5 separate regions of the Mus musculus genome follow, and all the other regions are linked to region 4. Evidence: chromatin contacts called from public HiChIP or PLAC-seq and promoter capture Hi-C data. All regions are on one chromosome and are shown on one strand. Each heading gives the region's core, a stretch centred on a gene start, on an enhancer-like site or on the middle of the called end of the contact. The rest is flanking DNA. Distances are from core to core; before and after follow the strand shown.

What was found. Promoter capture Hi-C pulls out the DNA fragments that hold promoters and counts their contacts. HiChIP or PLAC-seq counts read pairs in DNA pulled down with a chosen protein or histone mark.
Region 1: a contact with region 4 is called in a promoter capture Hi-C map of liver, with 4 times the contacts expected there. The contact joins the promoter of Ccdc153 here to the promoter of Grik4 in region 4. A contact is called at or near these places in 2 of 39 promoter capture datasets (both in liver).
Region 2: an H3K4me3 HiChIP or PLAC-seq map of embryonic limb bud shows a contact between it and region 4, with 14 times the contacts expected there. The contact joins the enhancer-like site here to the promoter of Grik4 in region 4. A contact is called at or near these places in 8 of 39 promoter capture datasets (the 3T3-L1 cell line, the C10 cell line, frontonasal cranial neural crest and 4 more), 2 of 15 datasets of contacts at CTCF or cohesin (embryonic stem cells and large pre-B cells), 7 of 484 Hi-C or Micro-C datasets (B cells, cortical neurons, embryonic limb bud and 3 more), 6 of 115 datasets of contacts at active chromatin or transcription factors (astrocytes, embryonic forebrain, embryonic limb bud and 3 more) and 3 of 9 other capture datasets (embryonic stem cells, embryonic tail and embryonic trunk).
Region 3: a promoter capture Hi-C map of stem cell-derived epiblast-like cells shows a contact between it and region 4, with 9 times the contacts expected there. The contact joins the promoter of Ubash3b here to the promoter of Grik4 in region 4. A contact is called at or near these places in 2 of 39 promoter capture datasets (pre-B cells and stem cell-derived epiblast-like cells).
Region 5: a promoter capture Hi-C map of liver shows a contact between it and region 4, with 5 times the contacts expected there. The contact joins the promoter of Usp2 here to the promoter of Grik4 in region 4.

Annotation. Positions count from the first base shown.
Region 1 is chr9:44,238,138-44,243,811 of GRCm38.p6, reverse strand. It overlaps Ccdc153 (coiled-coil domain containing 153), which reads right to left and starts at 3,135. Exons shown (of 7, transcript NM_001081369.2): 1 at 3,089-3,135; 2 at 2,736-2,814; 3 at 2,125-2,190; 4 at 679-798; 5 at 148-240. The coding sequence starts at 2,805.
Region 2 is chr9:41,226,324-41,231,522 of GRCm38.p6, reverse strand. No RefSeq gene overlaps it. Among named protein-coding and RNA genes, the nearest start is that of 1700063D05Rik, 23 kb to the right of the region's middle. RefSeq lists an enhancer at 978-3,621. Within about 2 kb of position 2,327, at least 215 of the 459 cell types and tissues checked have an H3K27ac peak or open chromatin away from gene starts, as enhancers often do. A contact at or near this core is called in B cells, astrocytes, cortical neurons and 9 more, where this site is marked.
Region 3 is chr9:41,155,129-41,160,003 of GRCm38.p6, reverse strand. Ubash3b (ubiquitin associated and SH3 domain containing, B) reads left to right here and starts at 1,942. Exons shown (of 14, transcript NM_176860.6): 1 at 1,942-2,705. The coding sequence starts at 2,578. It overlaps Gm35657 (a long non-coding RNA gene), which reads right to left and starts at 1,361. Exons shown (of 8, transcript XR_870644.1): 1 at 378-1,361.
Region 4 is chr9:42,942,299-42,947,357 of GRCm38.p6, reverse strand. Grik4 (glutamate receptor, ionotropic, kainate 4) reads left to right here and starts at 2,987. Exons shown (of 21, transcript NM_175481.5): 1 at 2,987-3,031.
Region 5 is chr9:44,063,241-44,068,638 of GRCm38.p6, reverse strand. It overlaps Usp2 (ubiquitin specific peptidase 2), which reads right to left and starts at 1,618. Exons shown (of 13, transcript NM_198092.2): 1 at 1,419-1,618. Gm39325 (a long non-coding RNA gene) reads left to right here. Exons shown (of 3, transcript XR_870690.2): 3 at 1,408-2,314.

The DNA of each region.
Region 1 (5,674 bases), core at 1,886-4,385, 1.3 Mb before region 4:
TCAGAGGAGAGCTAGGGTGCCGGTGACCCTAGTTAAAACTCAGCCAACAGACTGTAGACATCTAGAGGAGAGCCTCTGAAGTCCACTCATCCATGCTGGGGCCTTGATACTGAGCCTGGAAAAGAAGGGACAAGGATGGGGGCCTACCTAGCTGCTCCTTTAGACTTCTCACTTCCTCCTCCAGCTGTTTGCTTCGGGTCCCCAGCTCCTCCTTTAGGGCCTGCCGCTGGCGGCTCATCTCTGAGGTAGGAGCAGTAGGCAGCAGGGATAGAGGAGGCATAAGGGAAGGAAATAACGTTACACGTAGGGGAACGTCTCGGCGGAGACACAGAACTAAGAAACTTGGGAGACCTTGAAAATGAGGGAGATAGGAAAGAAGACTCTCTCCCCCATATCTGTTTAGGGGGGACTCTGGCCTTTCCTCCCACTTACTCCCAAAGGTGAAAAAGGTAAGGGCTGTCACTGCATTTTGTTCATGCCAACACCAAGCATGGAACATTAGACACCCTAGGATGTGGTGATCCGTGTTCATACCAGGGATCTATCTTTGGGTCTCTGGACCCTGCCTATGCAGGGAAGGTGAGACTAGGTATGGCAGTTGGAATCACTCTTCATTTCCCTTCCTCCAATTCCCTGACCTCCTCCAGGCCCGTCTCCTGTCCACCTGATCAAACATACCTGCATATATGGCCTTCCCTTCACTTTGGGTTCTTTCCAGTTCAGCTTCTAGCCCTTGTAACCTCTGCTTCAGCCTGTCTTCAGAAGCCTTGGCTCGGCGAGCCTCTTCCCTCTGTAGAGCTGTGAGTATCGCAGAGCCATGCTCAGGCCTGACCGTGGATCTCATAGAATCAATCACCATAGCCTTGAACTCTGCTTCTCTTTGGGAACTTGGCAGTGTCAACCTCTTATGCAGTGTCTCTCCCTGGACCCTCTTGAAACCCACAGAGTTTTCATTCCTACAGAGTCAATAGTCTCTCCGTGTTCTGGCTACTAAAAAACAATGGCTTCCCGAGCTGCAGATTAGCTTCACGGTAGACTACTTACCTATCCTGAATGGGGTTGTGATTGCGTTCTCAGAGTCAGGGGGAAGAACAACTTCTTCATCAATCTTCATTGTCTAGCCCTTCCTCACAATCCTTGCCAACAGAGAATTAGCCCTGGACATAGTCCACACTTCCAGTTCCCCAAGAACCCAGAGATGCCACGTATGCCAAGGCTGCACGGATAGTTCTATGTCAACTTGACACAAGCTAGAATTATCAGAGAGGAGGGAGCCACAACTGAGAAAATGCCTCAGGCTGGAGAGATGGCTCAGCGGTTAAGAGCACTGACTGCTCTTCCAGAGGTTCTGAGTTCAAATCCCAGCAACCACATGGTGACTCACAATCTTCTGTAATGGGATACCCTCTTCTGGAGTGTCTGAAGACAGGGACAGTACACTCATGTACATAAAATAAATAAATCTTTTTTTAAAAAAGATTAGAAGCCGGGCATGGTGGCGCACGCCTTTGATCCCAGCACTTGGGAGGCAGAGGCAGGCGGATTTCTGAGTTCGAGGCCAGCCTGGTCTACAAAGTGAGTTCCAGGACAGCCAGGGCTATACAGAGAAACCCTGTCTCAAAAAACAAACAAACAAACAAGAGAGAGGGAGGGAGGGAGGGAGGGAGGGAGGGAGGGAGGGAGGGAAGGAAGGAAGGAAGGAAGGAAGGAAGGAAGGAAGGAAGGAAGGAAGGAAGGAAGAAAGAAAATGCCTCTATAAGATCTGGCTATAGTTAAGCCTATAGGGCATTTTCTTAATCAGTGAATGATGGGGAGGGCCCAGCCCATTGTGGGTGGTGCTACCCCTTTGCTGGTGGTCCTGGGTTCTATAAAAAAGCAGGCTGAGCAAGCCATGGAGAGCAAGCCAATTAGCAGCACCCCTCCATGACTTCCGTATCAGCTCCTGTCTCCAGGCTCCTAGCTCCTCTCCTGACTTCTTTCAATAATAAACAGTGCTTTGGGTGCGCAAGCCAGATAAACCATCTCCTCCCCACGTTGCTTTGGTTGTGGTGTTTCTTCACAGCAGTGATAACCCTGACTAGGACCTGTCATTGCTGCTGTCTCCTGAGGCTCCACACTCCTTACCCAAGCGGTCCTGAAGCAGCTCCTTCTCGAGCAGCACCAGCCTGTGCTTGGCCTCAGCCTCCACACCTGTCGTGGCAAACCACGGAGTCTTAGGCTACGCTGATCTCGCCCCTGCCCTGTCTTCCTCCCGCACTTTTTGCAGGATGGGGGAAGATCACTGATACCCAATGCCAAAATCTGACAAATTCATAGCCAAGCCTTCACTGCCTTGTACTTGGTGTGTGCTCAAAAGAAGGGTGAAACAGATGACAGAGGCAAAGGACTAGAGGGGGCTCCAGGGGGAGAGAGGCAGTCTCCGGTCCCCAGCCTGGCCGAATCTGAACTCAGGGCTCTGAAGAGGAGGGCAAGAGAGCCTCACTTTAGCCAACTGTGGTGTCAATGCCTAACTAATGCCAGGCATTGTGAGCACCAGGCTGTCCCAGCACTAGGAGGACTAGGAGGATACGTTTGAGGCTTGCCTGGGTTTCTTAGTGACCCTGTGTCAAAAGAACAAAAGACAAAACCAAAACAAACGCCCTCTGTCTTGTTGCCCAGGGAGCTGGATTCCCTCTAAGGACCTTGGTGTGGACATGGACATGCAGGGGCACTGGCCTTCACCCATGGTGACTCACCAGGACTTGAATTCTTTTTCTTCTTCCGTGCCTCAGCTTTTCTCCCCCTTCCTTTGGTTTTAGGTGGCATCCCGCTGTCCTGACGAAGGGAAGACCTATGTAGGTCAGCATACAGACAGGCTTTCCTGACTCTTACACTGAGTTGGTTGGGGGTTTCTGGAGCATCAGAGTGCCAGTCTCCCAGTGCATCTTACACTTCTATAGAAGCTTCATTTCTTGGTCTCTGGGACCCTTAGGGAGGGCTGGGATCACTGAGGGAGAACAATCCTATGTGCAGCAGTCAGCTTCTTAGAGAAACTTCTGGACATCCCTTCTCTCTCCCCAACTTGTGTACTCTCCTCCTTCCTACCTACCTGCAAGACTTTCTGTTGCTTGTGTGGTGTCTCCCTGGGAAATGACATGTCATGGGGACAGTAAAGAGAGACCCAAGTAGATTGAGTCTAGGGAGGAGCCTGGGTCCTGGGAGCCAATCCAAGGTGTAAAACTTCCTCAAGAGGTGGGACCAAGAACTGGGATGTTGGGTTTCTGGATACTGCACGTTGTCCAGGCAACTGGAAAACTCAGGCAGGTGGGTGAGCTAAATCAGCTCATACAAAGGAAAGCTTCTCTTTTTACCTCCATATCCTAGCCCTAAAGAAGAGGCTTAGGAGCCGAATAGCTATTATTCATGTCTACACAGGCACTACCTGTGGTCTGGAGACTCTCCAGGCTAGGAATCTACAAACTTGCAGTCTGGGAGAGCAGTGTTTTGCAAGACATAGGGAAAGCAGGGATAGCGGCCATCACAGCTACTTTATATCTGGAGGTTTCGTGTGAACACAGTGACATTATTTACTTTAAAACAGAAGGTTTGGGGGCTGGAGAGATGGCTCAGTGGTTGAGAGCACTTGGCTGCTCTCCCAGAGGTCCCGAGTTCAATTTCCAGCAACAGCATGGTGGTTCACATCCATCTGTAATGGTATCGGATGCCCTCTTCTGGTGTGTCTGAAGACCACCAGATACATAAAATAAATAAATAAATGTTTTGTTTGTTTTTTGTTTTTTGTTTTTGTTTTTGTTTTTTTTTAAACAACAACCTGAAGGTTTGCCTCAAAAAGGCTACTGTGGTGTGTGAGGGAAACATGTTCTGACACAGGTAGTTGAAAGGATGCTGACCCACAAAGAGGAACACAAATTAGACAAGAGTCTGGAGTTCAGCTACTTAATTTTGCTCAGCTTGTATTTCTTGGTGTATAAGTTTTGTAGCTCCTGAAATCCCCAGACGTCAGTGCAGTGTTTACAGGACTCCTTTTTCCCTCTCCAGTCAATCTTGCCTTCTCCCACTATTTCTTTATGAGGTTTAATCTGCAGGCAGGGGTTTAGCAGCCCCCAGGCTCCCTGCAGCATAAAGTTGCTTAGGGCTCCCTCTAGTGGACTTGCTTGACCGCCTGCACCTCCTAAAGTTTGCAGTTGGTAATTTCTTGGGCAATATTGGGGGAGATCCCCTTTACGGGGTGTTTTTTAGTATCTTATGTATAATTAAAATTTGATTGTTGGCAGAAAGCATGACGGGAAGCCCTCCCTCCATCTGGGAGAGATCCGTCTGGACCTGTGCCATCTCTGGGCACCATAATGTCACCATACATAGAATTTAAACAAGCCTTCCTCCCTGTGGATTATGGAACCTACAGATCCTTTTTAGGCATGTCTGTCCATTCTAGTCCCTGAAAATGTTGGTCAGTTGCATATTATTAGAAGCAAATCTGCCGAAACAGACACAAGATGTGGGACTATGAAATCACTTCCAGAGCAAGCGGAAGGTCAATACCTGTTTTATTTAACTCCGTAGCACTTTAGATACTGTAAGAGAGAGTTTTAATTTTTATTTTTGATTATGTTCTTTATGTGTGGGTTTGTGAGCACAGTGCCGGGGGGCGGGGGAGGCTACAAGAGAGCTTTGGAGTCCCTTGGAGTCGGAGTTACGGGTAGTTGTGAGCAGCCCACCAGTGTGGTGCTGGAAACCAAATTCGAGTCCTCTTCATGAGCAGGACTCACTTTTAACTGCCGAGCCATGTCTCCAGCCCCGGCTCTGGACACTTTATAGAGCAAAGAGTCCTACTTGTCGTTGTGATGCTTACAGCCCCTGTAACGTAGGGCTGGTGACCCCGTACACAGGTCTCAGATATGGAGAAATCTCATTTTTCATCACGTTTTCATTTATTCTTCCTTTAGAATCTCCGGTCCTTTCCCAGGAGCTTCTCAGGGACTTCTTTCCCTGAATCTCTGTCACTCACGTTTGTGCTTGGAAGGACACATTGGGGATGACAGAACACAACCTAGACCTCATGTTTTAGGAGATCGTGTATTTTACAAATGAGTTCAGTCAACTGACTCTCAGGTGCAGGATCAGGATGTGGTTTGAGGTCAAGGTGAAGTGGAGAAAAAAAAAGGTGCCATGTGTCACGTGATGAACTGGTCCCAACGGAACCCAGAAAGGGGTTGGCGTTGTGCTCAGCAATTCAGCCCCTCTTTAGAAAACAAACCAAATAAAAACTGTGAGAAAAAGGCCAACCTTCCCTTCTCTTTTTATTGACTTCAGTTTAGAAGCGACGATAGGAAAGATCGTTTCTGATCTCACTGTCTCTGTTAATTTTTTTTTTTTTTTTTTTTGGGCTGGGGAAGCTGGAGAAATGGGTCAGTAGTTAAGGGTACACGCTGCTCTTGGAGAAGACCCATTCAAGTGCACACACACATTCAGATTGTTAAAATTAAATCTTAAAAACTTGTATTACATTTAGTGTGTGGTCAGAGGACAGCCCATGGGGACTTGGTTCTATCCTTCTCCCATGTGGATCTGTGGGATTGAACCCAGGTCGTTGAGTCTGGCAGCACATACCTTTACCGACTAAGCCATCTTGTTGGCTCCCTGTCCTCCTTTGAATAAGATCTATCCAGGATGG
Region 2 (5,199 bases), core at 1,078-3,577, 1.7 Mb after region 4:
AGCAAAGTAATAGAGAATAGCATTTTGTCCAAATACCTGGGAATAGATTAAGTAAGAAGAATAAATCCAGTAATTAGTTTTGGAGTTGAAAGCAGGGTTGACTTCATTATATAATGGCTTCCAAAGGGAATGGCTGTCTTTCTTTTGAAGTTTGATTAAATGTGTGCCTAGGGAGAATATTCCACTCGGCCCTCCTCAGGGATTCCTTTCCACGGTGTGGTTTCCCTGGGGTACTTGGTACAGTGATCTGCTCTGCTTTCCTTCACAATTGTCCTGAGGCCCTTTGTGTTTTCAAACTGCTCTGCCACTGTTTTGTTCCTTAGGATTCACTTAAAAATGATTCCATGAGGGGATACCGTGAAGCAAGCACAGTTCAAAGGGTTTCTGACGAAACTGTAACAGAGAATTTGAACGTTGGTACATTGATAGGGTGTTTTCAAATTGTCCTTTTAAAAACATAGTCATGTCCAAAATTCAAGCATGCTTGAGAGAACACCAAGCTCAGCTTTCTCTCTTTGGAGACAGGGTACAGTCGACAGATGAAAGCGCACAATGGTCAGATACATTTACATTTCCGATAAACAGTTGGCTTGTTAGCATACATGTCTCAATAACCCCATAAGAAATCTAATTTTAGGAGTTCTGGGTTCTTATTTTCTAAATCTGGTACCTCTGGAACAGGAAGAAGATGTATTAATCACCCCAGAGCTGTGTGAACTGCAAGATAGATAGATAGATAGATAGATAGATAGATAGATAGATAGATAGATAGATAGATACATAGATACATAGATACATAGATACATAGATACATAGATACATAGATAGATACATAGATAGATACATAGATAGATACATAGACAGATACATAGATAGATACATAGATAGATACATAGATAGATACATAGATAGATAAATTGTAATCTTCACCCTTTTAAAAAGTTTTAGAAATTTATTTGAGTCCAGTTACAAGCTGCCCTCTGACCCTTACATGCCAGTCATGGCATGGGAGCACTCATCCACACACAATAAATGTATACGCATGCATATGTGCACATGCCTGCGTGTATGTGTGGTTATGGGTATACTGCGTGCATTCTTGCATGCGTGCATGAGTTGTGTGTGTGCACACACATATGTGTGTCTGTGTGTGTCTGTATGCGTGTGTGTGTGTGTGTGTGTGTGTTTGTGTGCGCACGCGTGTGTGTTCATGCACCTCAGCGCTCATGCGGAAGTCAGAGGACAACTTTCAGAAGTCTTCCGTCCCCTTGAGGCAGGGTCTCCAGTGTAATCTTCCTGGGTTGGAGCACCATCTTCGGAGATAAAATGCTACCTAAACTTAAGATCAGTTTATTGCTAGCTAGATTATACACAGCATCACTCCATCACCCAATATTTACCTGGAGACTAACTGGTATCGGGCAATGGGTGATGGGCAGTGGGTGCTGTATTTAGAGCAAAAAGATCCGAGGTTGAATTTCATCATTGACTGTAGCACCTTCGGCAAATTAATTCCTCAGCGTCTCAGATTCTTTGTCTACGGCAATGGGGATAAGACAGTTATTATAAGAGCCAAATTAGCTAATGTGCACAGAAGCACTCTGCTTTTATGAATGGCTATAAACAGATTATGACTTATTAGAGAGCCACTCTGATCTAGGAGTAGCCCGACCGTCAGATCCCAGCACGTGGGGAGAAGAGAAGGGATAGGGTCAACCTGAGGTATGCAGTGAAACCCAGGGGAAGAGATGGGGAGAAAGTGAAGGAGAGAAGAAAAAGAAGAAGAAAAAGGTGCCGCCAAAAGGTACCCTGGCTTCAGCTCGCCTTGAAGTGGGTTATTGTCGAAGCTGCACAGGGAGGAGCTCTTTCTCCAAATTTTCAAGGGCAGAATTCTTAGCCAGTAACCACAAGTAGTTATTTTACCATCCATTCTCTTTATATTTCAAAAGACTCGGGTTCAAATGTCAGTTCCAAGTCTCTGTTTCTTCTCATAACAAATGGACCAAATGATATTCACTCCACAGGAAGGAGGGCTAAGAAAAATAGAGGCTTACTTGGGGTTTTCTGTCTAGGGATGTGTGTTCTCATCTGTGCTCCTCCTGGAGTGTCCCCTGTAAGCCCCGGGGAGTGGATAGGCTTAAGGAATAGGCCTCAGTTTTCCTTGTCTTTCTTTGCTTAGTGGCTCTAAAATCAGAGCCCAGCAGGAGAGTCGTGGGAGAGGCCTTCTAAGATGGGGTCAGAAACGCTCAAAGCAGTATTACTACCGATCTCCCTGCACTCCCAAGACAATAACCTTCTCTAATCACTACCAGATTCCACATTCGCGCCAGAAAGCAGCAGGGAGCAGTTGCCTTGACCCGCCAGGGCCTCCAGCCCCTCCCCGCCAGACGCAGACTAATGCGATACAGACGTCTCCCTCCCAGCACCGCTCTCCCACCCGCAGTCCCTCTCCAGACGGACATCGCTCTTCCGAAGTCATTTTTTGCAGGTCACCAGGCCACTTTTCCACGAAGCCAGGGAGAAGCCTGCACCTCGGGACTTCCTAGCTACCCAGAGGGTATTGTATTCACTCCTGGCGGAAGCCAACTTCAAAAGGGTATCAGGCGGGGCTTCTCACTCATTTCGATGGTACAACAGTGACCTCCAGTGGCAGAGCCGGGAGACAAAAAAAATCTGCAACGTCTCAGAATATTCCTGTCCTCATAGAAGACAGTCTACAATAGGACACGATTTCTCTTGTAAACAGCGTCTAGGACGACGACGACGGTGATGGACTCCATAGTTGCTGAATCCAAGCAATCCTGCAGAGATAGCCAGTGGCAAGTTTCCAACCCACGATCTGAGCTCCATGGCCTATCATTTATTTAGTACAGCTCCCTCAGCTCTTAATCCACTCCAGACCCCGCCCTGGTGCCCAAGTGGCTTGTGTTAATTCCACTGCTAGAAATGACCTCTTCATCTCTCTGCCTGATAAAATCTTCGTGTGATGATGTCAGATGAGAACATGCCACTTGGGGACACTTTCCAGATCATCCCTCCTAACAGAATTGATTTTGTCTTCAAAACCAAATAGTATCAAGGACGTCAATACTGCTGAATGCATTCGGCTTGAGAAGCAACACGGTACAGCACTGTTGTAGGGACTTCCACTGCTGAGAGTTCTAGGTGAAGGATGGAAGGGTGTGGGAGTGTCAGGCACATCTGCAGCACCATGACACATGCCTGAGGAAATGACATAAGAGAGGAAGGGTTTATTTTGGCCCACAGATTTGTATCTTTCTGTCCACTGTCATTGGTATCTGTTGGTTCCAGTCCAGTGTTTGGTGAGGCAGAACATGAGGGCAAAGAGCAAAGTGGCCCTCCTTGGGACAGATAGGAGATGGGAAGGGACTTAATAAAGACAAAATACATCTCCTAATACATCATTAGAGGCTACTTCCTCCAGTGTGGCCTTCCCTCCTATCTCTACCAACTCCCATCATATTATGAGCTTGTGAATGGACTGATCTACAGATTAGTTCCGAGTCCTCAGGAACCAGTCATCTTCCCTTCGCTCGACTGTTGACTGTCGCGTTGAGAATAGAGCCCTTCACATGTGATCCTTGACAAGGGGCACACTTCATATGCAAATTATAATTACTGAGCTCAGAATGCTGCAGACTAGTGGGGTGTGCACAGGAAAAAACAACTGCCATCGAGTGTAGTAAGGAGTTCCATATTTGTCTCAAGTAAGAGTCATCACTCCAGTCAGGGGGAAGAAATGCAATCAGAGACTGTCTAAATAAATGGAAGGGCTTTGCTTGGGTATTTGGGGGCTGAACGGGAGTTAATGAGGCAGGTAGAATGATTTAAGATGGGGGAAGAAAAGAAAAGATGCTCATTTGGATGTGAAATAACTACCTAGAAGTGATTTCGTTGCGACAAGGGGCAGCCCACGCTGGCTGGATTATCTATCACTGGATGTTTTACAGTCAAGAGATACTAGGCTGGAAGACTACTGAAAGCAGGATTGGGATCTTCCAAACTGTTGGCTATATAACCCAGGGTCATCAATGATTGCTGAACTATAGCATGATTCGGGGAGAATAAGCTCACGCATAAGCTAGAGTGGCTCACAAAACAGGATAAAAATCAAAATCTGGTTTCTGCCCATTAGTGGTTCTCAGATGCACTGGCATACGAATGTATTGGTCAAATCTCATCCACTGGGATGAAGCTAAGTTATTGAGCTGGTGAGCAAACAGGTCAGGCACAGTGCCTCAAGATGGAAGGCAAAACCACAAGAAGGGCAGCTGCCCAGCCTGCAGTGTGGAGACAAATGTCAACGTTGCAGGAAATGAGATGCCCGACGGAAGAGTGGAGATCTCAAACCAAGTCTGTGAACTGCATCTTGCTGAAACACGACTCATTTTCGGTGTCCTCGCTCTTGAGAGGAAGTCCAATGAAGATGCTCAGAAGGTCTGGCTCTGAGATCCAGGGAGGATCAGAGGGACCAAAGGGGCCCCAATCTCCCTTCAAACATATGTTCTGAGCAGCTGGGGAATGACGGTCTGTTTGTTCTTCAGCGTCAGATAATAAATTCTGGCTGAATCTGATGGAATTTAGCCTTTCTGGATAATTTATCATGAATGAAGAATTATATGCCCCCTTGATATATGGTGCAGGAGACACATCGGTGCCTGAGATGAACAGTAACTTAAGTCATGAAGCTATGTATCCATGTGTGTTTATATCTGCACACCCCAGGGTCTCCCTGCACACCGGAAAGGACTACAGTTAATCTACAGCTGGTGGTGCTTGGTGTGGGGAAAGCAGGTGACCTGCTGCAGAAGGTGCAAAACTCCATCCAGGCCGGTAGTGAAAGTCTTCACTGTGGGAATGAAACACAACACAGAGACCTGTCTGCCCACCGATATATTAGAAAGATACATTAGATGCAATATCCATTCCCCATTAGAAACTGAGCTGCCTGAGGGGCCTCACCCAGCACAGCACCTAACTCAGCACTCAATAAACCCTGGCTGAGTCAGAGAAGAATAAGCCCCTCAAGAAGAGGAACTAGGAAGTTCCTGGAGACACCTGGAGGGTGTGCAGAAGAACCAGAGCATTCTGTGGTCCCCAGACACGCCCTTTTATCTTTGCGCCAATACAGTTAATATGGACATTAGAACGAATGGCCATCTGGAAAACAGATAAAGG
Region 3 (4,875 bases), core at 693-3,192, 1.8 Mb after region 4:
AATTGAACCTGGGTCCTCTGCAAGAGCAACAAATGCTCGAGAGGGATGAGCCATCTTTCCAACACACCCCCTCCCCCAAAGTTGGAATTTAAGAAGAAAACTTGGCGCAGTGAGATGGCTCAGAAGAACACTGAAGATCTGAGTCCCGTCCCTGGGATTCACACAGTAGAGGGAGAGAACTGATTCCGGCAAATTATCTTCTGACTTCCACACCCACACTGCTGTGCTCTTGTAAAGACACACACACACACACACACACACACACACACACACACACAGAATAAAAAAATAAAAAAAATGTAAAAGAAAATATCACAATGTAACTTTAAGCTCTTGCATTGATAGAAAGAAGTTCTTAGCAAGAAGACAGTACATACCTAGGACATGGGTGCAGGTTTCTCAAGAGAGAGTCACTTCAGCATCCGGCCAAAGCACAGACAGAATGAGCCACACATGCACAACCCTAAGGACAGCACCATTATCTAGTGAGGGCTCACTAAACTGGAGCCGCTGTTCTGTGCACAGCTTTGGATGCACAAAGTGCTGCCATAGACAGTATTTTCTCTTGATTGAAATCCAGATCATCTGGCTCAAGCCCAGATATCTGAAAAAAAAAAAAGACTTTAGAATGCTGGGTACTGTCCAGTAGACTTTCCTGAACACATCCCAAGGAGGCTAGTCTATGGATTATGGTTTTCTAAGCTGCTTCCAACCACTGCCTTAGCTAGACATTTCCTCTGCTGGGAAGAAGAAACTCCCCCACCTAGGAAATGTGAATTGCCCTTGGTCTCTTTCATAACACTAGGCAGAAATATGCAAATTCCTACCCAGGCTTCCTCTGTCTCACCTTCCCACTTCCAAATGCCACGGATACTCTGAAGAAACACCAGTGGAGGATGGGAGGTCAGGGGATTAAACTTTCATTTTCTTGGGTGCCTTATAAAGCAACATTTAAAGCTATGGCGAGGGCTTTATCCATCTTGGTCACCCTCCTCCCCCTTCCCTGCACTCTAAGTAGGCAAGCAGGAAAGAGCTTTAGTGCCTGGGGAATCTGGAGCTACCGACTACCCCTGTATAGATGGGACTACGAGGATGTTGGGGGTAGAGGTAACCCATTTGGGGGAAGAGGTGACCTGTTCGGGGCACCACGGGGAGTCAAAGTTCCATCTCTTCACGCTGGAGCTCTTCAGTTTTCCTCTGTCCCTCTGAGCTGAATTTTCTCATCTCTAAAAAAACGAGGCTATACAGGTAGGCATCCTCAAGGGCGCCATAAAAGGCCCATGAGTTAATTCAGCCATTATGCTCAGCACAATCATGGGCACACAAATGGATCCAATAAACATTAGGTATTATCATTGTCGTCATCATCATCATCATCACTCCCCCCGCCCCCACCCCCCCACCCCGAAAGAAGATCTGTGCCTCTTCTATTACACCAAATGGGATTGGTTCTTGATTGAGAACAATGCCTTTGTCTCCAGGTGATCAAGCTTTAACAGGCAACAGCAGTAATGACTTCTGTTCTTTGAGGTGGAGGTTGCTGGTCCTACTGGGGTGGGGGTGGGAGCTCACTTGTGGCTCCTATGCAGCAGGGATCCCGACTCCCGACTCAGAACCCTTTTATAGACAGGGTGCGCACTCACTCATGAAAGTCAGCTCTTTCCATTCGGAAGTGCTATAATTAGTGTCCTTTCTCTGTTCCTTCTCCTTCTAGCTCCTAGCCTTTCATTTCTCTGCTTCCCCTCCCTTTTTTCTTCCCCTTTCTCTTCTCCCTTCCTTCCTGGCCTTTGCCCTCTCAGGTCCTTCCATTTCCAAGAATCAGAGGCCCTTTTCCAGAAGTCGCTGTCCAGTCAGTCACTGAGGGCTGTGAGGTACTCGGCCTACAGTGATGTAACAACTTTGTAACTTTAGCGAGATCAATTTGAAGTGACACCTTTTCCCGGGTCTTATGGCTTAGCCTTCTGGACCTCTCCTCCATCCGTGCAGAGGGTTTCCATTACTGACCTCGCCAATGATCAAATGAAACGTGAAATGGGCTATTCTGAAGCCCGGAGGCCCAGATGGATCGATATGCAAGCCAAGGGCAGAGCTACGGCTCTGCGAATCCAAGCACACTGGCCTACTTCTGGAGACCTTCTGTCTAGAAGCAATTCCTACTATGGCTGGCTGTAATCCAGCCAGCCCAGCTTGGGCCGGCGCGGGCGCTTTAAGAGAGGGGCGGGGCCCGGCGCAGGCAAGGCAGGGCCTGCCCACAAGGCTGCTTTTCCTTTTTGATCCATTCAAAAATTACTCATTGCAAATTCCCGGACAGCTCGGGGAGGAGAAGCTGGTGGGGCGGAGGACAGAGAAGGCTGCAGCGGCGCAACGCTGGGACTCCGGGACCCCGCGGGCTGAGGTCGGACCCGCAGCAGCCACCGGCCCGCGCCGAGCTCCAGTGGCCTCTCCAGGAAGCGTCAGTCTCCGCCCGGAGATCTGGGAGCACCGCCCCCACCGTCCTCCCCGGACCCCCAGTCCCCGGCGCGCGGGCGATGGGCGGCCACTGAGCGGGCACTCGGCACCGCGACCCCAGCCCTCGGCATGGCCGCGCGCGAGGAGCTGTACAGCAAAGTCACCCCGCGCAGGGACCGCCTGCAGCGCCCGGGCACAGTCAAGCATGGGTCGGCGCTGGACGTGCTCCTGTCCATGGGCTTTCCCCGCGCCCGCGCGTAAGTCACCCGCCTGGGCCCCGCGACCCTCGACTTCGCTCCGGCTCGCCATCCTGGCGCTGCCTGAAACCTGCTTAGGGGAACACGATGGGCGCGCTGGCGGCGGGAGTGTCGGGCTAGGGGATTGCTTGGGGATGCTGGACGGCCGGGGTATCAGGTTCGAATCCCGGGTTTCGCTGGTAGCTCTGGGCGGTTCGCGCGCGCTCCCCCAGAGGTCTCTTATATTAAGCCCGGGAGAGGCGGGTCCCTTGGAGGACTTGGATCCCTTATCCATCCAGAGTGGTGAGCTGTTTGGGAGCGGAGGTTAGGGGTCGGTCTACTGGTGGCTGGCGAAAGGCGAGGGGCAGCGGGGCAGGGTGGCCGGCGCCCCCGCTGCAGAGGCTTCCAGCTCCGGATGTCGCTCTTGAGCTCCCGGCTCCCTCCGGAGTGGGAGGAGCGGGAGCGTGGGTGTCGCTGCGTGTTCATTGATAAGAGAGGATGGAATGGGAAGAAGTGATTCCTCCAGGGGACCAGGGTTCTCGTCAGTGGTGACGGCAGCGCAGAAAGCTGTGGGTGCTCAAAAGTATGGGGCGGGGTTGGGGGGGGGGCTGCCCTCCTGCCTCCTCCTTCCTTTCCGAGGGTGGGCAGGTGAAGGGCAAGAGAGCACAGGTGGCTGTAGCTGTAGCCTTCTGGGAAGAGCAGGGTTGCCAGCGACAGCCTGCAACAGTTCTCTGGAGCCGGTGCACACCAGGGCAAGGGGCTGGAACCTCTCCTGATAGAAAGCCGTCGCCTTCTCTGGTTAATTCCTGGCTTGCTTATTTCCTCGGTGGAGACACAAAGTTCGGGATGGTGGCAGGTGCTGCTCTCTCTTTCAGTTACGTCACCAGAATTGAAGAGTTGGGCGAACTTAATCAGATAGGGTCGAGTCAGTAAGTTCGTTCTTGCCTCGGCTTTCATTCACGAGGTAACTCCAGGTGTCCTAACTGGGAGCCTTGTTTCCTTACTAACGTGGGGGAGGTCTAAGGAGAGAAGACTCCTATTCAGGAATGCATCGTCCTAGCCAACCTGCTCAGACAGGCTGCAGTGCTGTTTGGCCCGCTCCGTGAAAGGCTACAAAGTGGACCGAGACCTCTGCTTTCTGCTGACTTCCAAAACACTACAACACCTGGAGAAGATATGAAGGGTTTTGCATGGGGTGCCAAGTGGGGGTCCTCCATGGAAGGCCCTGAGGATGGGTGGCGATCTAGAGCCTCCTGAGAACCAGAGCGGAGTCCAAATGTACTGTAGAAGTTGCTTAGTTCCAGGCAGCTGCCATTCCTGAGGTGAGATCAGAATCAAGGACCCAAATTGATTAAATAAACGAAGAAGTGGTTCAGTGGGCTCTTTATGTGTTCATATTTGATATTCAGCGGGGCTTTAAGGGAACAGTCTGTTTCCTTCTGTGGTCCTCAGAGGCCTTGCTCCGGTCATGACAGACTAAAATGATGGCTTGATTAATTCTTCTTTAATCCCTGAGACCGCACAAGAGCAAGATTACTGTCGACATACTACTGAGGCTTGGAAACACTTTATTTACATTACCCAGCTTAGTGAAGACATATTCCATGCCTGTTTTATGACCTAGGAAGCTGGGGTTTAAAGAGGTTATACAACATACTTAGGGTCACACTAGTTCGGAGGAAAGCAGAGACTCAAACCCAGGCCTGCTGTCTGCACTGTCAGACCTCAAAGGAAGAGCCATGAGGTTCTGTGTGGATGTAGACAGGCACTAAGTCGGAACACTGTATCTGTTTCTATCAGCTGCTGGAACAAACAAATGGCTATAGGCTGGATGGCTTTAATCAGCAGAAATGCATTCTCTCCATATTCTAGAGGACAGATGTTCCAAGTTGCTCTCCCTGGGGTGAAACTGTGTTGGTGAGGTTGTTCTCACTCTGAAGGCTCCAGGGGGAGAGCGTCTGGTGGCTCATGGGAATTGTTTGATTGTGGCTACCCCATTTCATTCCACCCGGTCTGTATCCCTAATTGTATTCTCTTTGCACTAAACCCTCTGGGTGTCTTTTATGATACATATAGAAAACTCTCTGTGTGTGTGTGTGTGTGTGTGTGTGTGTGTGTGTGTGTGTGAGAGAGAGAGAGAGAGAGAGAGAGAGAGAGAGAGAGAAAGAAAGGCAGGCAGGCAGGACAGCTT
Region 4 (5,059 bases), core at 1,738-4,237:
CCAAGAGCTTTGGTACCGATGAAGTATGCTATGGGGAGAGGTGGAAGATGGAGTAGCAGCAACCTTTGACCTGTACTGAGGTAGGTTGGACCCAGTTTTACCTTATGGGTTCCATTAGGTCAGTAGAAAGCCAGGTAGCTTGTGTTTCCGACATCCATCTGACAGTTGATTGAGGAAAGACTTAAGGGAGCTAGCCCTTCAAACCTGGAGCCAGTTGGAAATGATTGGAACAGTCCCCAAGAGAGGATAGCAGGTCATGTGTGGACAAGCTATTTGGTCGCTGGGGGTCTCAGTTGGTCCCAATTTTTGCAGGCAGGTCATCATCACCTTGTATTGAGCTTTCACGGGTGCTTCTGGGATAGATACATTAGGTGTAACTCAGAGCAAGCACTTCTCTTTGTGCTGTACCTGAGGCCAATACAAAGAGAGAAGAGCTAAAAATAAACACTGGAGAACAAGCTTATACAGGCACCAACAACCGAAGAACTTGGATCCACCAGCTAATCAGGATGGCCAGGTACACAGAGTTCTGTCTGTCTAGCCCAGCATGGGAGCTGGCAGTGAGTGATGCTTCAGGCAAGAGGGCTTCGTTTTCCATCTCCTCTGCTTTTACCATTCAAGATGTGAGGCAGCTCTTGTTGTCTGATCTCTCCCTACTCTCCAGAGGCGATCTGGACTGAGCTTCCTGCTTCTAGAAGTTACCTGGTATGGGGTTGAATTTGGACAAGTGGTACTGGCTACGGAGGAATAGAGAGAGAGTCCAAGCATTGGATATCTCATGTCCACAGCTATGTGGATGGGGATGGGGAGAAAGGGCAGTGGCTAGGGCATCGCTAAGTAAGGATGAAGGTGGGCTTTTCCGGCACTGGTTTGCAAGGTCTCTTTGCTTCCATGGGCAGAGACTTAAAGAAGACAATCTACCCTCACAGGAAGTGAAGAGACGGGAGTTTTCACAAGGCCGCAGGTTACCAGCAGGTTACAGGTTACTAGTCTTAAAACCAACCCCTCACACCTCCCTTGGCTCATAGAATGAGCTTCCAAGGCCAACGAATACGAAGAAACGTTTTTCATATTGAATTATCTTCCTGTCCTAACTCTTAAACCTCTATGGGCGTGCTGTTGTTGAATTCTTCCAGTAGACTAAGAACCATGCATGTCACTCTGAAGTCACCAGGGACTGTGAAATAACTTATCCTGCTCACAGGGATGCCCCTCACTGCTGTCAGCCCAGAGCAGGTTCTGCATACACTACCGATACCGTCCTCTCACTCACGCTAACAGGTTCTAGCATTCCAAGGCAGGGAAAGGCGCTGCAGTCACCTCAGGATAGGATAGGAGTGTCCCACAGATCACCTTCAACTCATTCAGAAGGCAGGGTAAGGTCCACCTTGCCAAGTTGATGTGAAAGCCTTTGGGAATGGCACTTGAATAAATGGTGTAGTCTTGACACAGGATAAATGTTAAAAAAAAAAAAAACTGGACTGAAGAAATGGAATCCTATCCAATATGGAAACCTTTGACCTGTGCTGAGGCAGGTTGGATTCAACTTAACCTCATGGATTGGTTTTATTAGGTCAGTAGAAAGTCAGGTAGCTTGTGTTCCTGACATCCGTCTGACAGTTGATTGAGGAAAGACCGAAGGGACTGGAGCTATCCAGAGTGGCCGGTCCTGTGCCAACAGAGCACTCATAAAGTCCAGTCTGGGAGAGGAGGTGGGAGAGAGAACAGGCTCTTACAACCACAATCGCCACCCCCCCCAGCCCCCCAAGCAGGTAACTCAGCTCTGCTGCCCTCCCGGCATGATATAGGGAGTGTCAACAAATATCCTGTAGTCCGTGTATATTGTCCTCCCAGGCCCTAGAACCAACCAAGAATGCCTAGAACAGCCCCTTCGTGGAGACTTTAGGGTAAGCAGGTGGTTAGGTGTGAAGGAAGAGTGGGAGACGATTGGGAGGCTGGCTTAGATGCTTTCCGGGTTTGTCTACGGCTAAGACTCTGGGTTTGAAATGAGGAACTAATCGGTTTGAGGAAGTCACTTGACCCCCTGAGGCCTCCTGCTCCTCTGCCCTCTCCTTTTCTAGCCCCCCACCCACCCACCCCAAGGCTGCTATGATGTGGCCAAATGATCCCTCAAACCAAGTAGCTTGGTTCTCTCTTGGTCCAGCCCCCAGCTCCTGGTGAAGGCTAGGTCTTTCACCTTTCCTAGGCCGAGGTTTCCTTATGTGTAGCATAAAGTGACAACTTCTCCCAGGAGGTCTGTGTGCACAAACCAGTAGACTTCCAAACGTGAGCTGTGGTTCTTCGGCCTCCTGAAACATTGTGGTCTATCTGGCCTTGCTAAAGCAAAGCTTCACCCAGCTCCGCGCCACCACCGAGGAGGCCGCAGTCTCTACGCCTCGTCCCCTAGGTCTGGCCCCTAAAACGCCACCAGGAGTCGCCCTTCGCCCACCGAAGCAGGCCAAGCTAATAACTCCTGCGGACCAGGGCGGGCTGCCCCTTGGCGCTGGATGGTGAAGTGTACCCCAGCTCCTCACTTGGGGGTCAGTCCTCTGCAGCGCCCACCCGGAGCCCCCCCATCCCCGGCCCGCCGTCTCCCGATCGTCCGGATCAGGGAAGCTGCAAGTTTGGCTCTGTCTGTTCCGGCCTCCCCGCCTCGCCGCTCGGCTACCTAGGTCCGGGTCCCCAGCTAAAGACCCCGCCGGCGAGCGGAGACTCCGGCGGCCGCGGCCCGGAAGGGACGCCCCCTCCCCGGCCGGCCGCGTGCGGGACCGCCGCAGTTCCCTCACTGCCCGCCGGGCGGCGCCTCAGCGCCTTTCCGCGCGCCTCCCGCGCTGCCCGCTCCCGGCTCGCTCGCAGCCGGACACAGACTCTGCCTTCGGCTGCTGGCGGATCGAGCTGGAGCCGCCGCCGCCGCCGCTGCGGAAGAAAAAAAAAAAAAGAAAAAAAAAAAAAAAAGGGAAAACAACAGCCGGGCCGCCGGCCGAGCAACGTCGGGTCCCCAGCTTGGCGCCCGGAGTGCGGAGCCGCCCAGGTAAGGGCAGCAGCCCCCGCGCCGCCCCCGACCGGCGCCCTACGCTGTCTCCCCGCGCCCCCCGGGGCTGCGCCGCACCCCGACTTCTGACGTCTCCGCCGCTAGCTCCCTCCGGGCCGCGGCCCGCACCCTGCCTGGCCCCGCTCCCGCCTCCAGCTGCCCAGTCCCCTGCACTCTGATGCCTGCGACCCCGGATTCTCCGCTGAGCCCCCGCCACCTTGCCCCGTACTTCCCCTAGTCTCCATCCCTGCCTGCTTCCCCCTGCGCCTCCTCTCCTCCGCTCCGATCCTCCTTCTGTGATCCTCCCTCTTCCCAGTCCAACTCCCAGCCCAGCCTCTGCCCCCTGCAGGGATGACGGCCCCTTCCCGACACTGGCGATTCTACCCCGCCTCGTCACCCTCGGCTTCTCCTACGGGCCGCTCTTGCCCGCCACAGTCTTCCATCAGACCAGCCCGGCTTCTGAGCCCCCTTCTCCCTTCCCTCTTTGCCATCTGTCTTGACCACCCCTGCTCGGGCCCTGGACTCCGGCCACCACCACACCCCCAACCCTGCACGCCGTCTTGCTTTGGGCCAAGCCAGCGTCCTATCAGAAATGACCCTCCTTCTTGCGACTAATGGGCCTCTTAGCCATCCCACCCTAGTTCACCCGAGTGGGAAGTAAGGGAAAAACTCTGGAGACCTGCATTGGGCGCTGGAGGGGGAAGGGGATCAGTGGAGGGGGAGGGGAGCTAAGGAGATGTTCTTTAGTGAGGACCGGGCAGAGCCGGAGTGGTTCCGACCCAGCTTGGGGTGGAAGGCGCCCTGGTGACGGCTGGGACAGGGGGTTTGTCCAAGGCGCCAAGAGCACCTGTGCCTCCCTCCCTGGGCTCCCTGGAGCTGAGGAAAGTGAGGGAGGAGGTGGAGCCTGGGGAGAGTTGGCCCAGGGCTTTGGGGTTGGGGGAGGCGCGACCAAAGGGATAGACAAGGCACGCGGGCCAGGTTGCCTGGCTGTAGCCAGGCTATGCAGGCTGAGCTGGTCCCCTCTTGGACCTTGGGCTGTGTGGTTCTTGGCATCTGTACTTGATGCTGCCATCTTCCTCTTGGTGCTGTTGTCTGGTGATGCCACGCGGTGCCACCTCCCTGCCTCCCTCCAGTGGCTCTTCTGGGCATGTCTCCCAGGGGCCTGGGCTGTCTGGAAAGAGGAGGGGAACTCTGGCTGGGCCTGGCCACTGTGCCTGACAAGTAGGTATCTCTTGAGACCAGGGCAGGAGGGCTGAGGGTTGGCCAAGAGGATCTGAGCCCTGCCAGGGACAAAGAGAACTATCTTCTTTTTGGCTCCAGTGGGTCGTCTGGTGGTAGTGTCCCTTTTGGGAGCACCTGGAAAAGCTAGCCTTGTAGTCCCTGGGTCAGAGCTGCAGGGGTGTGGCTTGAGAGGGAGCAATCCTGTCTTGCTTTGATCCTGGAGTGTCCTAGTGGTGGCAAGGGGCTGGAGAGGTCGGCTGAGTTCCAGCTCTGCCAGGGAAGGAAGCCCCTGGAATTCCGCCGGGCCTCTTCAGGCTGGCTTTCTTTGCGGAGGCCGTGGCTCATGCTTCATCGTTAATCAGGTTTATTATTTTCCTCACTGGCTGGATGTATTCCTCAAGGTCGTGACCCTTTAGAGAGTTAATCTAATATGCACACGTTACAGTGTCTGGGTTTGTTTAATTTTCCAGATTATGTTCATTTCTTGTGGCCTGGGCTTGCCCACCAGCCTTGCGTCAGTCTCCAGCGCCACCCTCTGTTTTCCTGGACCTGCCACTTGAGACCTGAAGGCAGGGTTGGTTCTAGCAGTGGGGGACAGAGTGGGTTTGATGGACGGGGGGAGTTGGGCTTTCATGTTTTCCCTTTCTCCAATAGACATCTCAATCTTGACGGAAGCTTTCTCAGCTCTGAAAGTTTGTTCTAAAGCCTTCCAGTCTGGGCTCCCTTAGAATGCAGAGAGAACTTTTGCATGACAGAGGGAAGTGCATTTTTTCTGGAGGAGCTGCAGCTGCTCTCTAGAGACTTCAG
Region 5 (5,398 bases), core at 369-2,868, 1.1 Mb before region 4:
TAAGTCTCCTCGAACATAGCAAGAGTACAACAAACGACAAGCTTATTGGCCGTGTTCACTGTCAAGTCACTAATGTTAGTTGTAGCAGGCAACCCTAGAAGAAAAAGGCCTTGGGCCACCTTTCAGGAAACTGCTGATGGCAAATAATATTCCTGCAGTTTTCTGAAACAATCCACGTCCCCCAAATGGAAAGGTCAGACAGACTTTGCCACTTTCCCAAGGCGACAGGCCAAGCCTACTTGGGCTCCTTTCCCCTTTGCTCAGAAAAAAAAAAAAAAAATCAAGTGTGGCTTCCTTGGGCTGCCAGGGAATGTTTGGCTCCAGAGGAGCAGTTCCAGTCTACCTGTTGGAGGGCTCAGGGTTCCAGGGTGTCAAAGGCAGGCTGGACAGGGTCATGAGAGGACCATCGTTCTGGCCTCGGTGCACCTGTCTGCTCCCAAGAGGAATCTTCTGCTTCTTGATGGCTCTCCCTGGAGACTGGAAGGCCCGAGGGCTGGTGCCTCCACCCTGTCTCAGCACAAGGTACTGACTCAGACTGGGTCCTGGTGATGCACTTTGGAGGACGCCCTCATTCCAATCCTCATTCCAGAGCGGCATGCGCCTACAGCATCAAAGAGTAGGGGACATCCCCCACCCCAGGCCATCCATCAGTTCTCCATGCCTCTTGTTTTGTGGTTTGATGTGTGTGTGTGTGTGTGTGTGTGTGTGTGTGTGTGTGTGTGTGTGCAAGCTTATATGCCCGTGTTTGGGGGAGATAAGCAACCCCTACTAGAATCTTCAACTCAACTTCATTCTCAAAAGCTCTGGGGTTAAGAGCTAGGAGTTCTCTTTTCTCTGGAGAGCTAGAAACGGTTGACCAGGACTCCCCTAGGCAAGTTGCATGTCAGAGAACATTGCATGGCTGCTTTTGCTTTGGGATTGGTGAGAATTTCAAAGTTGCCTCTTTCTGATTTGGGATTGGTGGAAAATTTTTCCCTTCCGCTTAACTGCTAGCTTCCCCTAAGCCCCTTCCCCCGCTTTGGAAAACTGACCAAGAGATAGCCCCGGGATGTTTAACAACAGGGAGGTTGTTAGCTGCACACACACGTGGGGAGAGGGGGGTGTCAGGGTCCAGGGGTCATTCTCGGGCTACACAACACACAGGGCGGGGAGACCTGTACCCGCGGTTACAGTGTTTCCTCAGAACACATTGATCAGCACACAGATGGCTCTTCCTGGCACCCCGAGCTGGCAGCTGGCAGCCCCTCTCATACACTGGCACCCACAGCTGGAGTCTCCCCCTCCACACATCTGGCCCTCGCCCTACATTTCTCACGTCCAGACTGCCCAGGCTGCCTTTGACACCCTACTTTCCGAGTCTCAAAGCTGGTACTGACCCTGGCTTTTTCCTTCCCCGACCTGCGACAGGTGGCACGTACCTGCCTCTTCTCGGAGGATGGACGAGTCGAACCGGGCACAAGCATGGAGCTGCGGATGAGTCCTGGCTGGTACTGGCGCGGCGCAGCGAGCAGTGGCTGACGCAGAGGGCTCCCTGGCCTCGCTCGGTGCCTGCCCGCCTCTCCCCCACCTCCGCCGGGGGCCCAGAAAGGACCTCCCCGGGAAATCGGCGCCACCCAGCGGGCAGCAGCCTCATTGCGCCCGGGCCGGCCAAACCACACCCCGCGTTTGCGTCACTGATATACGTCATGGCTATTGGCTTGTTCCTATTGTTGCGTCAGTAGAGCCCCGCCCGGCGCGCATCTCCCAGGTAACCGGGTATATACAGAGAACCACGTGGAGAAAAAGCACGCCTGTTTGGAGCCGGTGGCGCAAGGAAAGAAGTGGACTGGAATCTGATAGGTCCTGGCGCTGGGAAGACTGAGACAGAGGGTCACTTCACGGGAAAAGGCAACATTCCAGCTTTCAGATCTTAGAGAAGGCTTTCCTACCGGGCTGGGAATGTTCTATTCCATAGACTCTTTTTCTGCCTACTTTTTTATTTTATTTATTTATATTTAAAAATGCATTTATTTAAACAACCATGTATATCTCATAGCAATATTTATAGAGCCCCATAGGTCAATCAATCAGGTAAAAAAAGATTATGTCCATTCAACACACTATCAACGTACATGACTATTCAAGTGACGCATTCTATGGGCTACTTATTAAGTACATTACTAGACATGGTGATAAGTACTTTGCATATATTAGCTTTCTCATTTAATCTTTTTAATGGTCCTGTAAAAGAACCACTATAGTCATCTATTGCACAATGTAGCTGAAGCCTAGGGAGACCATGTTCAAGTGGTAAATAAATGTCAAGTGTCTTGTACATGTCTACTAATGCAGTTCGCTTAGGTGACTACTGGGAGGACTTAGCCCAAGAAAGGATAGCATTTCATCTAAGCTATCAGGTTTAGAATAAGAAAAAAAGATGCAACTTGTATTTTAATTTTAAGCAAATGACTTTATTTTTAATCAATTAGTTATTGTGTGCAATGGTGCTTTGCTTGCATGTATGATTGATCCCCTGGAGGTGGAGTTACAGACAGTTGTAAGCTGCCATTTAGATTTTGGGAATTGAACCCTGGTCCTTTAGGAAGAGCTGACAGTGCTCTTAACTGCTGAGCCATCTATCCAGCCTGCAAACTTGACTTCTAAGAGTTATTTATTGTTAAATTAGATAACACCCCCTAAGAAAAATCAGAGTTATTCTTTTTTAAAAAATAATTTATTTTTATTTTATGTGCATTAGTGTTTGGCCTGTGTGTATGTCTGTGTGAAGGTATCAGACATTGGAGTTACAGACAGTTGTGAGCTGCCATGCGGTTGCTGGGAATTGAACCCAGGTCTTCTGGGAGAGCAGTCAGTGCTCTTAACCATTGAGCCATCCATCTCTTTAGCCCCTCTTTTTTTTTTTTTTTCCTCAAGGCAAGGTTTTTCTATGTAGTCCTGGAACTCACTCCATAGTCCAGGCTATCCTTGAATTCACAGAGATCCACCTGCCTCTGCACCAACTCACATGGTCTGAGCTCCAAATGTGCATGTGCACACAAACACATAAACAAAAATCATAAAAACAAAATACAACAAAAGTGAAATGCTAACCCTGTTAAGTTTCCTCTTAAAAAAAAAAGGGCCAGGGCAAATCTTGATATATTTTCCCCCTCTTGATTATTTTTTTAAATTTTTATTTAAAAATTAAAAAAAAAGATTTATGTATATGAGTACTCTATCTGCATATACACCTACGTGCCAGAAGAGGGCATCAGATCCCATTACAGATGTGGTTGCTGGGAACTGAACTCAGGACCTCTGGAAAAGTAGCCAGTGCCCTTAACCACTGAGCCATCTTTCCAGCCTGTTCCCACTTGGCTCTTATACCCCACCCTTCTTCCTGACTGATGAGGAAAGCTGCCCAACCAAGTAGGCTAGTGCCAAGATAAGTCCCAAGACTTCAGTTTTGCCTGCATCATTAATTCTCCTAAGCCCTTAGCTCCTCCCCTGAATTTTTCCTCCAATATCATCATGTGTCCTCAATTTCAAGTTTCTTCTCATATTTCCCAAAGAATGTAGACACAACCAGAAGGCAATACTTAAAACCTTTTTAAAAAAGATTTATTTATTTATTATATGTAAGTACACTGTAGCTGACTTCAGACACTCCAGAAGAGGGTGTCAGATCTCATTGCAGATGGTTGTGAGCCACCATGTGGTTGCTGAGATAAGAACTCAGAACCTTTGGAAGAGCAGTCAGTGCTCTTGACTGCTGAGCCATCTCTCCAGCCCCCAATACTTAAATTCTTACCAACCCTCACTCCACCTCTTCATTGAACTTGTAGGTATGGAATATACCAGACTCTGTTCGAATTTTATTTTAAATATAGGAGATACAGCAGGTACAGCCTCTCTTTAAGGGGCTCCCATTTTAGTAGGAACAGAAGGAAAAGGAAAAAGTACAGAATCCAATGTGTGGGGTGGGGCTAGATCGACAGAAGCCAGCTAGACAGCTAGGGGTGGTAAGGAGCATGTAGGTTGTGGTCTGAGATAGCCCAGTGAGGAAGTAACACAGGTGACCTGCAGATGGTGAGAAGTGAGCCAGGTACATATCTAGAGAAAGAATGTTCTAGGCAGAGGGGAGGCTGGACTGGGCCCTCCCCACATCAGTCACTGGTTAAGAAAAGTCCTAATGCTGGAGCTTAGGGAGGCACTTTCTCAATTGAGGTCCCCTCCTTTCAGATGACTCTAAGGCACAGACAGAAAGCGCAAAGGTCCTGAGGTGGAAGCCAAATGCTAATTTTGAGGAAAACTAGGTGGGTGTGGTTGGAGTAGTGTATTGGTACAGCTTACCATGCTGCATCAATTAATCATAACCGCCATGGTTTCCTGAATTGTCTTGCTGATTCGTCCTACCTGCTCCCTCCCCGTGTGGTAGCTAATTTTCTCAACTTGACACAAGTTAGAGTCATCTGAAAGGAGGGGACCTCAATTGAGAAAGTGCCTCCCTAAGCTCCAGCATTAGGACTTTTCTTAACCAGTGACTGATGTGGGGAGGGCCCAGTCCATTGTGGGTGAGGCCACTCCTGGACTGGGGTCTAGGATTCCATAAGGAATCAGGCTGAGCAGTCCACAATGAGGGCCGATAAGCAGCACGCCTCTATGGCCTCTGCATCAGCTTGTGCCTCCAGACTCTGACCCTGCTTCAGTCCCTGTCCTGACTTCCTTCAATGATGTGGAAGTGTAAACCAAATAACCCTCTTCCTCCCCAGGTTACTTTTAGTCTTGGTGTTTCATCACAGCAATATTAATCCTAACTAGGACACCCAGGAAACCATAAAAAAGATAAAGCCATTAGAGTCATATATGGGGCTTTATAGCCAGACCCAGCCTCTAGCCAGGGATGCACCTCCCTATGATATGACCCTTAAGTAAATCAGGGATATTCTAGTCTGTGTCCTAGCCCATTAATATGCTCCTTTTTTGGCTCAAATTGTGAAGATCCACTTGATCTTGCTGCTGCGCAAGACCACCTTCCGTTGGCCAAGTCTCCATACACTGAGATGGGAGACCTGGATCTGACTTCTGAATGGAGGATGGATCCAAAGAGAGCCAGAGCAGAACAAGGATACTCGGCCAATTCACCTGAGGAGAGATGACAGGAACACTCACTGGGGTTGTGGAAGCAAGAGAATTGATGAGAGATCGCTGTGTCCTGGGCACGTTTTGCTGTCAGCAAACGACAGGGTTTTGTGATGGGTTAGGTAGTAAGAGGGAAGGCAGGAGTTAAGGAGAGGGAAGCTGCAGGAGGGGAGAGGGTTAGAAAGGAGCAGATAGATTAGTCTTGTTCCAGGATAGTTGATTATGGTTCATAGAAAACCTAATTATTAGCAAAACATGAAAGCCTCATTAGATGTTA